2 separate regions of the Gossypium raimondii genome follow, and region 1 is linked to region 2. A link is a contact called in public Hi-C data. All regions are on one chromosome and are shown on one strand. Each heading gives the region's core, a stretch centred on a gene start, on an enhancer-like site or on the middle of the called end of the contact. The rest is flanking DNA. Distances are from core to core; before and after follow the strand shown.

Region 1 (7,248 bases), core at 3,854-6,353, 130 kb before region 2:
AACACCACTTGTTTTATTTGTTTAATTTATTTTGGTTGCTTTACCACCTAGCTTGCCCCCCTCCCCTTTTTGTTAATCATTTTATCTTTAGGTGTTGGTCAGTTTGAGGTTTTAGCTTTCTAGATTTTATAATAAAGGGAAACTGTTAGGGAATTTAATAATTGCCGATATGCACGACCACTACAATTTGTTAAAAATGTATATACAGTCATTGTCGACATGGCATTTTTGTTGAGTTGTCACTTATCATTACATTGTATTATCTTTTCTTCATTAGACAAATATAGATTAGCAAGATTCTAAAGTTGATCAGAATAATACTTTGCATACCAACAAAGTGTTGGGTGCAGTAGTAAGTCACATTGCACTCCCCAAAAAAAGAATGTGGGTTCGAACTTTGGAGATGATATTGTTGGGAGGTGCTGCTACAAACCCCGAACATGGATAGTAATACAGACATTCCAAAAACATAATACTTTACATTCTTGATTGAAAAAATTTAGGATACTTTAGATCTAATCAGGGCATTAACTTTCTACCAACTAAGCTGATTTGCCTGTGGGCATCAGCCATTAGCTATTGTTGCAATTGGTATGTTAACAGTATTCTCAAGACTAATTTTGGATCCATGGATGTACATTGCCTGTGCCTTGGTTAGATTTTTTTTTTTTTTTGAAGTATGTTTCGGTTTGATAACCATATTACATTGTAGGGGAAATCATAGTTAGAAGTGTATGCATGCATCTATGAATAGTTATTACATGTTTTCTGTGTGCCGAGTGTCTTGAGGTTTTTTCCCCTATGAAAGATCTATATTGCTTTGACTTCTCATTTAAAAAAAAAAAATACTAGTGTCCTACATGTTTTCGAACATGGATATAGGGATATGATTCTCCAAGAACCCTCCAAATACATGGAAAAAATTGAATACATCCACTTGGACACATATCCTGCTGACACCAGGCCTGAGTAACATAGATCAAGATTGTTTCCTTCCAAGTGTTATTTATGTGAAAATATGCTCAAATTCTTTTCTATAAGCCCCCATATTGCATTCCATTGCTATCTTATTATGTAATTGTTATGTATTCTTCCCTTATTTTTGACTTTTTAGATTAATATCCAGCTTAATCACTTTGAATGGCTAATTACTGCATTGGTGGATAACTTGTGCAGGTTATGGATCCTGCATATTTACTGGAAGGTGGGGTTTCAAATCTTTTACTGTATGTGATTCGTAGTAACAGTGTTTTGCTTAGAATCATGACATTGCTTTTTCCCCTTTAACCAGTTCTAATTCGAGCACGGGTAGAGAGTCTTTGCCTCCTACAGCACTTGGTCCAATAAGTCCCGGAGGGAGTACAAAGCTTCCGCTGTCCAAGATTCAATTTCTAATCTCAGCAACTTGTCTTCTTGTAGTCTTGCTATGACACTCGATTTACGCCTCAGTGGTGGACTCAAACTGCGATGAATCATTCCATTTGATAGGCAAGATTAAGTGTGATAGAGAATGTAATGAAATCCACTTAAGTTCAATAATGACCGATGGTTATTTCTTTCAGGGCGGTGTTCGCATGTTCATCCTTACCGCTTTTGATTCCATTTTTAAGCTAGTTCATCGGTTTTACTTATCAGTTGCCTTGTGGTATTTTATTACATTTGCGTTGCATTGCATTGTAATGACCTTGAAGTGGTAGTAGCCATTGTAGCATTGAATTTTTGGGACAGGAAATGAGAAAACTTGGATTTGTTAGTGGGTAAACTACTAATTTAGTTACTTATATTTTATTTAAGTTGCATTATGGTCACTGAACTTTTAAACCTTGCAATATGGTCACTAACTTTATTGATTTGTTACATTTTGATTACTAATTTGTTAATTGCATAAGTTAGATTGATATGTTATATCATTATTTCAAATGAAAATTTTAAGTTAAATTATACCGTTAGTAACTGTACTTTTTTAAACGTTTGAGCAATTTTTTTTTCTCACGTTCTGTTCTTTTTCCTTTGTGGCGAAGAAAGCAATCACCACTGAGCCGCTTCATGTAAATTGAAGAGATTCTCCTAAAATTTAAAGCAATATTTCTAAATATCTTGAGTTGAAATGCAAAAGAATAAAAATGAGACATAAATTTAAACCTGATCATGGGTTGGGTTTAGGTTGAATCAATGCAAAATTTTAGGTTCATTTTCTAGACTCGGGCCTAATTTGGCCCGAAAAAAGACTTAAAATTTTGTCTAAGTTCGGTTCAGATAAAAACTGCTGAACTCGAGCCCAACTAGATCCATTTGTATTAAATTTTTTTATATAAAAAATTTTAAAAATATGATACATCAAATACATTAAAAACATTAAAATAAATGTTTCCCAACAAATTGAAAATACAATAAAAAAATTATACTTAAATAATACTAAGATAGTTACAAATTAGCAAACAAATGTCTCTAAAATAGTGGCATAATTAATAATAAAACAAGAATTATACAATATTCAAACAACAACAACAAAATTGTAGCAATATAATAGCAAAATGGCAGCAAAATAGCAATAAACAGCAACAGGGGAAATTTTTTTAGCCAAATTTTGGTTGGGTCAGGCCCGAGCCAAAAAATCTTACCCAATATCCGGCCCGTTTAAAAAATGAGCCTTACTTTTTTTGTCCAAACCTATTTTTTGGGTCTATATTTGTAATACCCCATAATCGACCTAGACGACAAGGCCAAGCCTGGAGAGTTACAATGAATGACAATCAAAACACACTCTACAAATTATATTCAAACTCTGTTAAAGTCATATAAAGTTTTAATAAAGATAAATTAGTACTTCATGATTATCATCCAACTAACTGAAACAACGAAACAATTAACATTATTAATAATACTAAATGATGTAAAACACATAACCGAGCTCTCCATTCGCCGACCCGTTCAAACCTGTGATTTACCTGAAATCCATTCAACAATAATTGAATTAATATATCAAAAAGGAACCAACTATTTACATATTCAATAGGGTATCGGTAAAACTAAGATATCTAAGTGCAAATGTTGATTCAGAATCAAGAAACAGTTCATTCGATTGCAAATCAGAATCATACAGATAGATAACAATTCATACTGTAGTCAGTTGCAGAACAGAACAAAATAGATGCAATTGCTTAATACTAGTCGCTCCACACCATCTCTGACCCACCCAACACACCAAATAGGGTATTTATTACCCTTCCAGCCCTACACACCACACAGTGTCGGTTTGAAACGTTTCAAAGAATGCAGTCTAGTTGCAAGATCAGAACACAGATACCAGTGAGTTATCCACTATTTCAGAACATAATACTTCCACCTGATTCAATTCTCACTCGATGGATATGCAGACTTTACATGACAGTTAATATAGAGTTTTATGCAAATACTCAAATATTGTTCATACTCGAATACAGTAAATCAATTTCATTAACATTAATCAAACGTAATACACACTGATAATCAATACTTAGGTTTCAAATAACAGAATATCAGTTTGTACAGTTTAATTCAGTTCAAACGGCCTCACAGAAGACTTGTATTCGGTTTGAGCGATGCTCGAGACATGACAAAATATCATAAATTGACCCACACACCCATGTGGTCTCATACGGCCTGGGCAACTGGCCTGTGTGGCTCCACATCGTGACTCAAGCACAGGACCAATAAGGGGACATATACTTAACTATTGAACCAACAAACTCATTCTTAACATAGACTTACACAGAATTGAGCTTAAGCCAACAAGTCAAGGATAGAGGTTAGTTTAGAATAAAATAGCTAAAACTTTCTTAAGACATGACGCGAACTCCTAACTTCAAACACATAAACAGAACACATAACCACAGATACAAAGACTTAATTACTATAAAATTCAACAATTAAACATTCAAATTTTGGGGTGTTACAATATTTTTTCCCATACCCTCTCACTTTTCGAGTGGGCCTTCGGGTCTAGGCAGACAAAATCATATATTTATGTTATGTTTTTAATTTTTTTTCTCATTTTATATTTGTGTAGTATAATGTGCATGTAATTTTTTTTAGATTTATCAAATTATAAAAATATATAAATACCTCCAAAATAATATTTGTCACTTTATAAAAAATATAAATTATATATATGTGTAATTACAATTATATAATATTTGTCGCTTTATAGTAAATAGTATTTTTAAATATAAATTATATAAATGTATAATTACAATTTATACTACCAAACATGACATAAAGAATTATGAGGTAATTGCACATGGTCGCCCAAACATGTTTAAGAATTACAATTCTTTGTAATTAGAAGAGAGTGTAACTACTATTGCACTGTACTATTCAAAAATCCTTAAATAAAGAGCTAAAATTAATTTTTTTGTAAAATTAGAGGTCAAATAAGTTATTATGCTTAATATATACATAAGATGCAATGGAGGGTTGCATTTGCCTCCCTCAGGCCTTGTTTATGCTTACTTGACAAATCTTTTATTATATACACATATACAAATTAATACATCAATTTAATCTTTATATTATTAAAAAATTAAATAAATCAAAACATTAATAATTTAATATTTATTTTTAACAAAATTAATATTTTAAAACTTTTATAATTTTGCAAGTTAAATATTTTGTTTGGAATTAAATTGTAAATTTTTTGTTAAAATATATTGTTATCCCTTTACTTTTACATAATTTGAGATGAAACCCTATAGTTTAAAGATTAAAAAATAATATTTAAAAAAATTAAAAATCATATTCCAATTATATTAATAGTTTTCATCAAAATTTATTAATATTTTTGGACAATCATCTGCGGACAGCCAAATTGGCATATTATTGATTAGACTGAAATTTTAGATTGAAAAGTAAAATGAATTAATTGTAAGTTTTAAGAATAAACACCAAATTTCAAATCTTGTTAAAGTACAAGGACGGAAGAGACATTTTAACCAAATAATTTTGGTTAAAATTTAACGTTAAACCATTGGTTTTTTTATTAATAAAATTAAAATTAATACAATTAGTTTCACATTTAAGATAAGTTGATTAGGTGGCTCACCGTCTTTTCTTGCACCTAACTCCCACTGGCGGCTATTATTAAACTCGTGTCATAGTTGGATACTACACTCAGACTTGGGTTTCAGTGTTAGCAGATGGCGAAGAGGCTAGGTGAAGTGGGGTTAGAAGATTTGTACAGAGCAGGCGGGTCAACCATAAGCATAAAGGAAGCCACCCACATGTACCAAGCCATAGCAGCAAGCAAAGCCTCTGACCCTGACCCAAGACGGGTGTGGAAAGAGGTGGTGAGTAGGAGAGTGTTAAAGCCATGGCACCCGCATCACCTGCATCAGTTGGTCTACTATTCTGTCTATGCCAACTGGGATGTCTCCATCAATGGCCCTCCTCTTTACTGGTTTCCTTCCCTGTATTCTCTCTTCCTTCTTTCCTCATTTGCTATTTCCGTTGTGTGAGTCAGCTTTCAGGCTCCAATCGTTATGAATTTATTCAAATTTAATACTTCTCCAAGTGAAGAACATCTATGCTGAATTTATGTTTTACTCGTATATTTGAGGGATTATATAAATATTTTTCAATTTTAGGAGTTGGTACTTTTGAGATAAATATTAAAATTATATATCAATTTTGATACATTAACTTTGATTTGATGTATTTATACACATCAAATTTAATTTTGATTCAATTTTCACATTTCATTAACCCGTTATTTATACATTATTTGCTGTGAGTTAAATGAGTTGAATCTAGTATATCTTCTACTAAACTAGCCTTTTCTTTTTCAGAGATGAGTCCAAAATTACAAACCTGGGACGAATAATGGAGATTCATGGCCCAAAGCTTTTAGGGACTTCATACAAAGACCCTATTGAAAGTTTTAGCCTCTTTCAGAAATTTTCTTTCCAGCATCCTGAGGTAAGCACTTATTTTTTTTCCTTTGTAGATTGTGAGGCAAATGATCATCTAATATATAAAGTTAAGAGGGGGTCTTTGAATGATTTCAGACTTACTGGTCTATCGTTCTTGAAGAGCTTTCAGTTGTATTCCACAGTTCCCCAAGTTGCATTCTAGATAACAGTAAAAAGCTGGAACCTAGTGGAGCATGGCTTCCTGGTGCAGTTTTGAATATAGCTGAATGTTGTTTATTGCCCTCTACTCACCCTACAAAAGAGGATAACAGTTGTGCTCTTGTGTGGAGAGAAGAAGGCCGTGATGATTTGGATGTGAATCGCATGACATTAAAGGAACTTCGTGAACAAGTAATGTATGATCCTGTCACAGTTTGCAATCAGATTGTATGTTCTTGTGGGCTGCTTTCTTTTTCTGTGTTGCATTAATATATGTGAACGCATAGATTTTGAAAAATGAACCACAGGGTGGTTGCAAATGCAGTGGATGCCACATTCTCAAAGGGTGATGCAATTGCCATTGACATGCCAATGACAGTGAGTGCTGTTGTTATATATCTGGGAATTATATTAGCTGGATGTGTTGCGGTGTCCATAGCTGACAGTTTCGCGGCCAAAGAAATTGCGACTCGTTTGCGTGTCTCTAATGCCAAGGCTATCTTCACTCAGGTATATTTCTGGCTATCAATTTTTCTTTAAAAGGGATGCAATTGCCAAAGAGTATGAACCAAGCCATCCTACAACTTTCTGCTTTCCAGTGCTTTTTTTGCATTGGGTGACATGTTTTTATACTGACATTTGATGCATATTAGTTGTAGGAGCAAGGTAAAATTACCTGCCCTGCATTAGGAGTAAAATTGCATTTTGCTCTTTCAATTAAAAAAATAGATAAATTAGTCCCTGTACATTATCAAAGAGCAAATTGATCCTTTCTGTTAAAAAAATTATTCATTTGTACTGTTAAAAATTGACGTAGCTGACTAAATAATTCGTCGGTAACACGTGGCATGCTATGCGTACCTAATGTTGACGTGCATGGATCAATTTTTAGTGGTAGAATTGGATAAAAAATTTAACAGAATGACCAATTTGCTCTTTGATCTAACGTATAGGGACTAATATTTCTATTTTTTTAGTAGAAGGGACAAAATGCAATCCAACACCTAATGTAGGTACCTTCATGATACTTTTATCATGCTAAGAATTATCTTGTCGTTAATTTCTGCCTTCTATCCGTAGGACAAAAATGTTCATGAGGAGGCAATAATTGTAGTTCTACTTTTTATTTGGAACCCAAGACTTG
Region 2 (6,491 bases), core at 2,221-4,720:
GACAAGAAACCTATCAGTCTGAAATTATACTTTCAAAACAGACCAAAAAGTACTCAAGCAACCAAAGCATGTGAAAAAGTATATCAAGCAACTTAACCTGCAAGGAATCTGTAAGCGCTTTGTATTGTTCCATTTCAGCATTCCAATGCTGGAGCTGATCATTTAACAAAGTGTACATCCGAGAGGATTGTATGAATTTGTCATCCTTCAGTTCATTCTATGAGAGTAAAATTTTGCAAGTTAAATTATTAGAATATGTAGCTTTATTGAAAAGGGTACTTCAACTGAAAGAAAAATCAACTTTCGAAGATCAATAATCCAAGCAAACCTGAAGATCCTTCAGTTGTTTTGAATAGATTAGGTTCTCTTCCTGTGTATCTTGAAGTTCAGAAAGTCGATCTCCTGCCACTATCTGCAACACTTGTTTAGTAACATATCATATAAGATTAGTCACCAAAAGAGGGAGAGAGGTTGAGAAAAACGCAGTTACGTAAATCAATACCTTTGTCTCCTCAATCAAATCCTTTATCTCCCGCAAGCCCATTGTCTTATCTCCAGGCTTTTCTGGTGACAAGCTTCCATTTGCTAGAACTGGAGTTGATGCATGCATCCCAGATGCTATATTCTTCTGCATTTTCAGATCAACTAGTTTTCTTCTGCTTTCTTCAAGTTCAGCCATGATTTCCTCCAGCTCACCTTCCAGAATAAATAAACTACAGCTTTAACGTACAATCATGATAAGACAAAAAAGAGAAAATCTAGGCAATGGCTAACAAACAACCAGATTGCTAATCAGTTGGTACTAAACATGCTACTGAGAATTGCATTTATAAATGTTAGGAAGTTATTGCAAGCATAAAAGAACTAGCAGAGACCTTGAAGACGTTTAACATCAGATTGATCGGTTGCATGGCTGCTTATATATGTTTGAATCCCATCAGCATACTCTTTATGCTTCAAATGTAGAGTGTCAATCACCTCACGCAAATTTTTGGCCTCTTCTTTCATCATGTCATAAATCTTAGAAAGCTGTATTATAGTGTCTGCAAGCGATATATAATAATCAACGTAAAACTGCAGATAGAAGTACTAGCTAATGAAGAAATTGCCGAAAATTTCATGAAAAACACAAGAAATGACAAATTACTAAGCAACTGAAAAGAAGAAATCATCTAACCTTCAACAGATAATTTCCCATGCAAAGAAAGAGCCATGCTCTCAGTTTTCATCCTCTCAGCAGATATGGTATCCTCCAGAGATTTTATCAACTCGCTAGTGGATGAATGGCGTGAAAATAAGACTTGTTCAACATAATTTGCAATGCCATCTTTGTCATTTCTATCAATAAAATCTGTTTCTAGAAGCCTACAAAGAAACATCTCCTCCACAGGGCACGATGGAATAGAACCTAAAGAGGGCAAGTTAAAGTATTGTAAATTTGAGAGAACTTACACTTTGACTTTTTACTATTAAAAGACACAGCACTACCTCTCCCAACTCCAAAAACACACAAAAGTAAATTTGTTCAACAAAAAATTAGTCTGATCTGAACCTCGAGAATTGTCAGCTTCGTCCAAGATTCGTAAAGCATTATGGCCTCCTCCAGCTCGTATTCCAAGCAGGACCAAGTCATCAACCAACTATAAAGTAGAGTAACAAAAAAGAATTATAAAAAAATCATAATGATCAAAACAGATGGAAGTAAAAGAGTGCCATAAAAAAAACCTGATTCCAGAGTTGGTTCACAGTTATCAACATATCATCATAAGAGGCTTGCTTGTCTTTTAATTCTTTAATTTTGGTTTCAAGATCATGCAACTCATGTTTCTGAATATCTAACTGCTGGACAAGTTTTTGATTCTGGTACTGGAGAACTGCCGCGTCAACCTGGATAAAAAAAAATCCATCTATATCAAACCAAATGCATGAGAGAATTAAAAACACAAATTTGTAAACATGCAGGGAAAAAAATGAAAAACGTATTTTATCAATTTTAAATTTACTTGACATGTGCACCAACCTTACACGTTGGGGTGTATGCAGAAATATCATAGTGATAATAAGATGGCACTCTGAAAAATCAAATCATGGATAAAAAGTGAAAGGCAAATTCAATCAGATGGCAGGGGACAATATATCTCCACTCATTTTTAGGTATGCCTGATATTGAATTAGGTTATGCTCAGGGCTTAGCTTATCAACTCAACAAAATGTGCAAACTGGTGGATTTATGGTGCCCATGCATATAATCAGATGCCTAAAACTGATTCATGACAAGTCTAGGAATGGTTTGAATCAGATAAGAGACCAGAATATAACTAGAAGTTAAGGGAAAATTTCAATTTCTAAGATAGATGCAAATAGGCAACTCAAATAATTTGAGACGATGAAAAAGACATCACATTTCATTAATTTACAATATTTCCATTTGACATATACAGCATTGATGCAGCAAACCTACTCGGTTAGTGCAAAGTACTTCAACTATTCACATTATCAGCTCAATTTAATAATAATTGGAGTTACATAACCCTAGCAGATAAATTAAGTGAAAAAAGAATTTTTTTTTTTTTTAAAACCCTTAATTTTGGTGTGTCACCCTAAATCCGCAAATCTAAACAAACAATAGCATATCAGTGATATACTGATTATGGGTAAATCGCTAAGAGAAGGAGCTTGTTTTCCTTTTTCCCCGTATAGACCCAATCGAGTTTCACAGCAAACTACTTACCCACCATTAACAATAAATTAAATCAAAATTAATCCACAACAAGTAATAAACAAATTCCCCTTCTCTTCCTATACTGTCTCGACGGCAGAGAGAAAGCATTTGAAATTAAAACTTTCCATGAATAACCCAGAGACCATGAAGAAATTGAATACAACTGAGCATCCAAGAAGAAAACTAATAGCAGGAAAAAATTTAGATCAACTTTCCATTTTGTGAACGGTCGAAAGTAATGTCCCAAGATTCAATATTTCAGTTTTACCATTTTATTCTTCCTGGCTACAGGACAAAACAAAATGTATTCCAGAGCAATTTTGATTTGAGGAGAAATTATAGCTCAAAAAGAAAGTGAATAAAATCATGCAAAGCCATTAATTTGATCAAGAAATTAAAGAAGAATACAAAATATTAAAAAAAAAAAAGAAGAGTGTGAGAGAGAGATTACAGATTTGGTGTGGTTGGGAGAAGTGGAGGAATTACGGGCCATGGCGGGAGAATCCAAGTGAGGCCTCTTCTTCTCTGGTTCTTCAGATTCAAAGCTTTCCATTTACTGCAGTTAGGATTGCGATTTACACCCCCTCCCCTCTCTTTTACCCTTGATTACTCTTTCGTCACACCATCAAATCCCAATCATCATGCGTTCCCAAAACCCTAACTGGAAACCCTAACTCACAAACTCTACTCGTTCCGAGAATGATAGATTCCAGTAATTTGCTTTCTACGGAGTCGTATATTGAGAAGAAAGCAGAAGAAAGATGCATCACCCGTTAAAACGGTGCCGTTTATCCTTTTAGCTTTGTTGCCCTTCAACTAACACTCTCCAAATAGTTGGTTGAACCAAATTAGACCGGCCGATCAGACCGGTTGAATCAATAAGTGGTCAATGTATTAGTTTGGAGAGATATTGATCGGTTGAGGGGTGAATTAATATGATCTAATTAAATTGGTTTAACCGGTTTCATTAGGTTTTTTTTTTATAAATTTTTCAATAATTTATTTAGTAGGATCAGTGGCTTTAACCATTCAATCATGATTTTGAGAACTTTTTCATAGTTTATATTAGGTTTAAATTAGTTTATTGTATTTGCAATTCAAATATATTATATTTATTTTTAAAACCTTATTATAAAATTTATAACATTTTAGAGACGACATGGAGTATTAAATTTGATGACATGTAGCTTTCTTTTGTAAATTAAAATTTATAATTTTGGTTCAAATTTAAACAATTTGATTAGATTATTTCAAATAAATTTAATAAATTAACGAGATAAATAAAGAATTTCAACTAAATTTAATAAATAATCTAGATAGAATAAAGAATTTTGAATAAATTTAATAAATAATATTTGTATATGATAAATATTGAAGTAAACTGTAGAATAACAGAAAATCTCTAATCTTTTATACTCTAAAAATATAAATATTTATGCAATTTGTGATTTCATACGCAGTATCTGTCTCTCTATTAAGAAATTAATTAATGTGAATTATTTTGTCTTTTTCTTATTTTTTGTTTCGACAATTGGGAAAGATTAAAGGCTTATTTAGTAGTGTTTAAAAAAAATATTTTGGCTTAAAAGTATTTTTAGAAGAAAAGTGGTGCTAAACAATCTGCTTTTAAAAATATTTTTGGAAAGCACTTTTGAAGAGGAAAAGTTAAAACTTTTAGTTTGTTTAATTATTTTTCACCCTTCCAACAGCATAATATTTTTCTTTTTTTCTTTGGTGCTTAATTAAATTTTAAAATGTATATTTTATATATTAAAATATTAACAACAAGTCATAATAAAATATTTTTATATTCTTACTAAAATATAATAATATTAACTAATTTGAACATTATTTAAATATATATTTATTATTTGATAATATCATTTCTAAAACGGTCATTTTATTTTTTAAAAATATTTTTAACAATAATACTAAATACTTAAATATTAAACTAAACTTTTCAAAAATATTTTTGCACATATTTTTTAAAAACATTTTTTAAAAAATTACTAAATTAACCCTAAATGCATCTGGGAAGGCATGAAAAGCAATTCCATGACGGTGGGGAAGTACCGGGTTATCAATCCCAACCAGGAACGTCATCAACCATTACCCGATTCTCACAAGTTCAACGTCAAGGTAACGTCGTCGCATGGCCATATTTTTCAGTGGGTGGAGAAAGGACTGCGGTGGAGCAGGGAGATCACGTGGCTTGCTTTTCAGCATTGGAGATTGAAGGACAGGAGTTGACTTTTAAGGACTGGCTTAATGTCGCCAAGAAAGGCCATGCCAATGTAAGTCTCTTCTTTTATTTTCATGCTATTAGGATATAGTAGAAACAGCAAAAGTGGCCCAAACATAAGCATGCATGCTGTGTATATATATATTTTTAATAATGCATCGAAGGCTTTCTGGTTGTTTTGTGAATTGCAAGCCATGGAAGTGGAGCTGGAGCAGTTGTATGGTACTGTTAATTCCATTCATGAAGAAATGTTTTATTTCCGAGCAAGGTAGGGTAATGCATGTTTATTGTATAATTTGATATAAAATACTACTTAGTTAAATTTATTGTCAACAAAATATAACTTTTACCTTAATTTGTTTTGTTAAATCAAATTTAGTGTTATAACCGTAATACATTAATATAAAATAATGTTTTTAGAATAAATATAATATTAAAAACGGGCAAAATACCATTAAAAGCCATTTTTTTAAAAAATTACTGAAATGGGCCCAATAAATAATTAATTATCGGAATGGCCCAATTCCTCGAAAGCACATCCACGTCAGCGTGTTGTCAGGGGACGTTGTAGGAAGACGCTTCCTCATGGAAGCGCTTTGTCCACGTGCGCAGAAAGCGCGCCCTCAAGAACGCGTTTTCTTGCCACGTCAGCACTCCCTTGGGGACGCATTTTACCCGCGCTGAACAGTAGCAACAGTTACTTTTTTTACCGTTGGTGACCCACCCCAACGGTAAAAAATATATATAAAAACCCTCCTTTCATTTTTTTTTCACAACTTAATCCTTTCTCTCAATTTCTCTCTAATATTCTCTCAATTTCCTCTCAAATTCCTCTTAAATTCCTATTTAAAAAAGCTTTAATTTTTTTAATTATTTTTAAAAAAGTTTTAAATTTTATTTTTTAAAATTTTTTTTTAAATCTTAAAAATTTGTACGAATTTAGCAATGGCCGGAGAATTAATTCGTCTTGATGACAAGCACATATCCGTCGAACAAATGAAAATGGTAAGTGTTAAATTTAATTTTTAAATATTATTTAAGATTTTTTATGCAATTTTAAATAATTATTATTTATTTTATTATTTTTTATAAAAGTCTTTAGATCGGATATTACAATGCTATATCCGTAATATGCATGGTCCTCCATCACCATTGGTAGAGAATTACCTACGGGAAGCGGGTTTTTGGCACGTGGCGACGGTAGGCCGGGGATGCAAGTTGGACCCGAAACTTATCAGTGCGTTGATTGAGAGGTAGAGACCCGAGACGCACACATTCCATCTTCCATGTGGAGAGTGTACTATCACTTTGGAATATGTGAATTTGCAATTGGGATTGTCGGTGGACGGGTACGCAGTCACCGGGTCTGTTCAATCTGGTGATTGGGGAGCGGTATGCTACGAGCTTTTGGACGTTACCGGAGAATATTAACGGAGGTTGGATCGAGATGGGCTGGTTACGAGACACATTCCCGGATCCGGATGATGATTCTACCGAACTAGAAAGAATCTGATATGCTCGGGCATA

The links. A called contact is a pair of places that touch in the nucleus more often than the background predicts.
Region 1: a Hi-C map of leaf shows a contact between it and region 2, with 1.8 times the contacts expected there. The contact joins the promoter of LOC105790878 here to the promoter of LOC105790872 in region 2. A contact is called at or near these places in 2 of 2 Hi-C or Micro-C datasets (both in leaf).

The regions. Positions count from the first base shown.
Region 1 is chr8:14,107,967-14,115,214 of ASM2569854v1, reverse strand. It overlaps LOC105790878 (probable CoA ligase CCL12), which reads left to right and starts at 5,103. Exons shown (of 13, transcript XM_012618670.2): 1 at 5,103-5,446; 2 at 5,823-5,952; 3 at 6,042-6,301; 4 at 6,413-6,614. The coding sequence starts at 5,175. It overlaps LOC105790879 (glucan endo-1,3-beta-glucosidase 4), which reads left to right. Exons shown (of 5, transcript XM_012618674.2): 4 at 1,177-1,204; 5 at 1,292-1,808. The coding sequence ends at 1,430.
Region 2 is chr8:13,976,020-13,982,510 of ASM2569854v1, reverse strand. It overlaps LOC105790872 (E3 ubiquitin-protein ligase BRE1-like 2), which reads right to left and starts at 3,470. Exons shown (of 19, transcript XM_052634701.1): 1 at 3,174-3,470; 2 at 2,021-2,072; 3 at 1,726-1,887; 4 at 1,553-1,640; 5 at 1,178-1,408; 6 at 876-1,043; 7 at 503-696; 8 at 329-412; 9 at 98-217; 10 at 1-18. The coding sequence starts at 1,758. It also overlaps the pseudogene LOC128042999.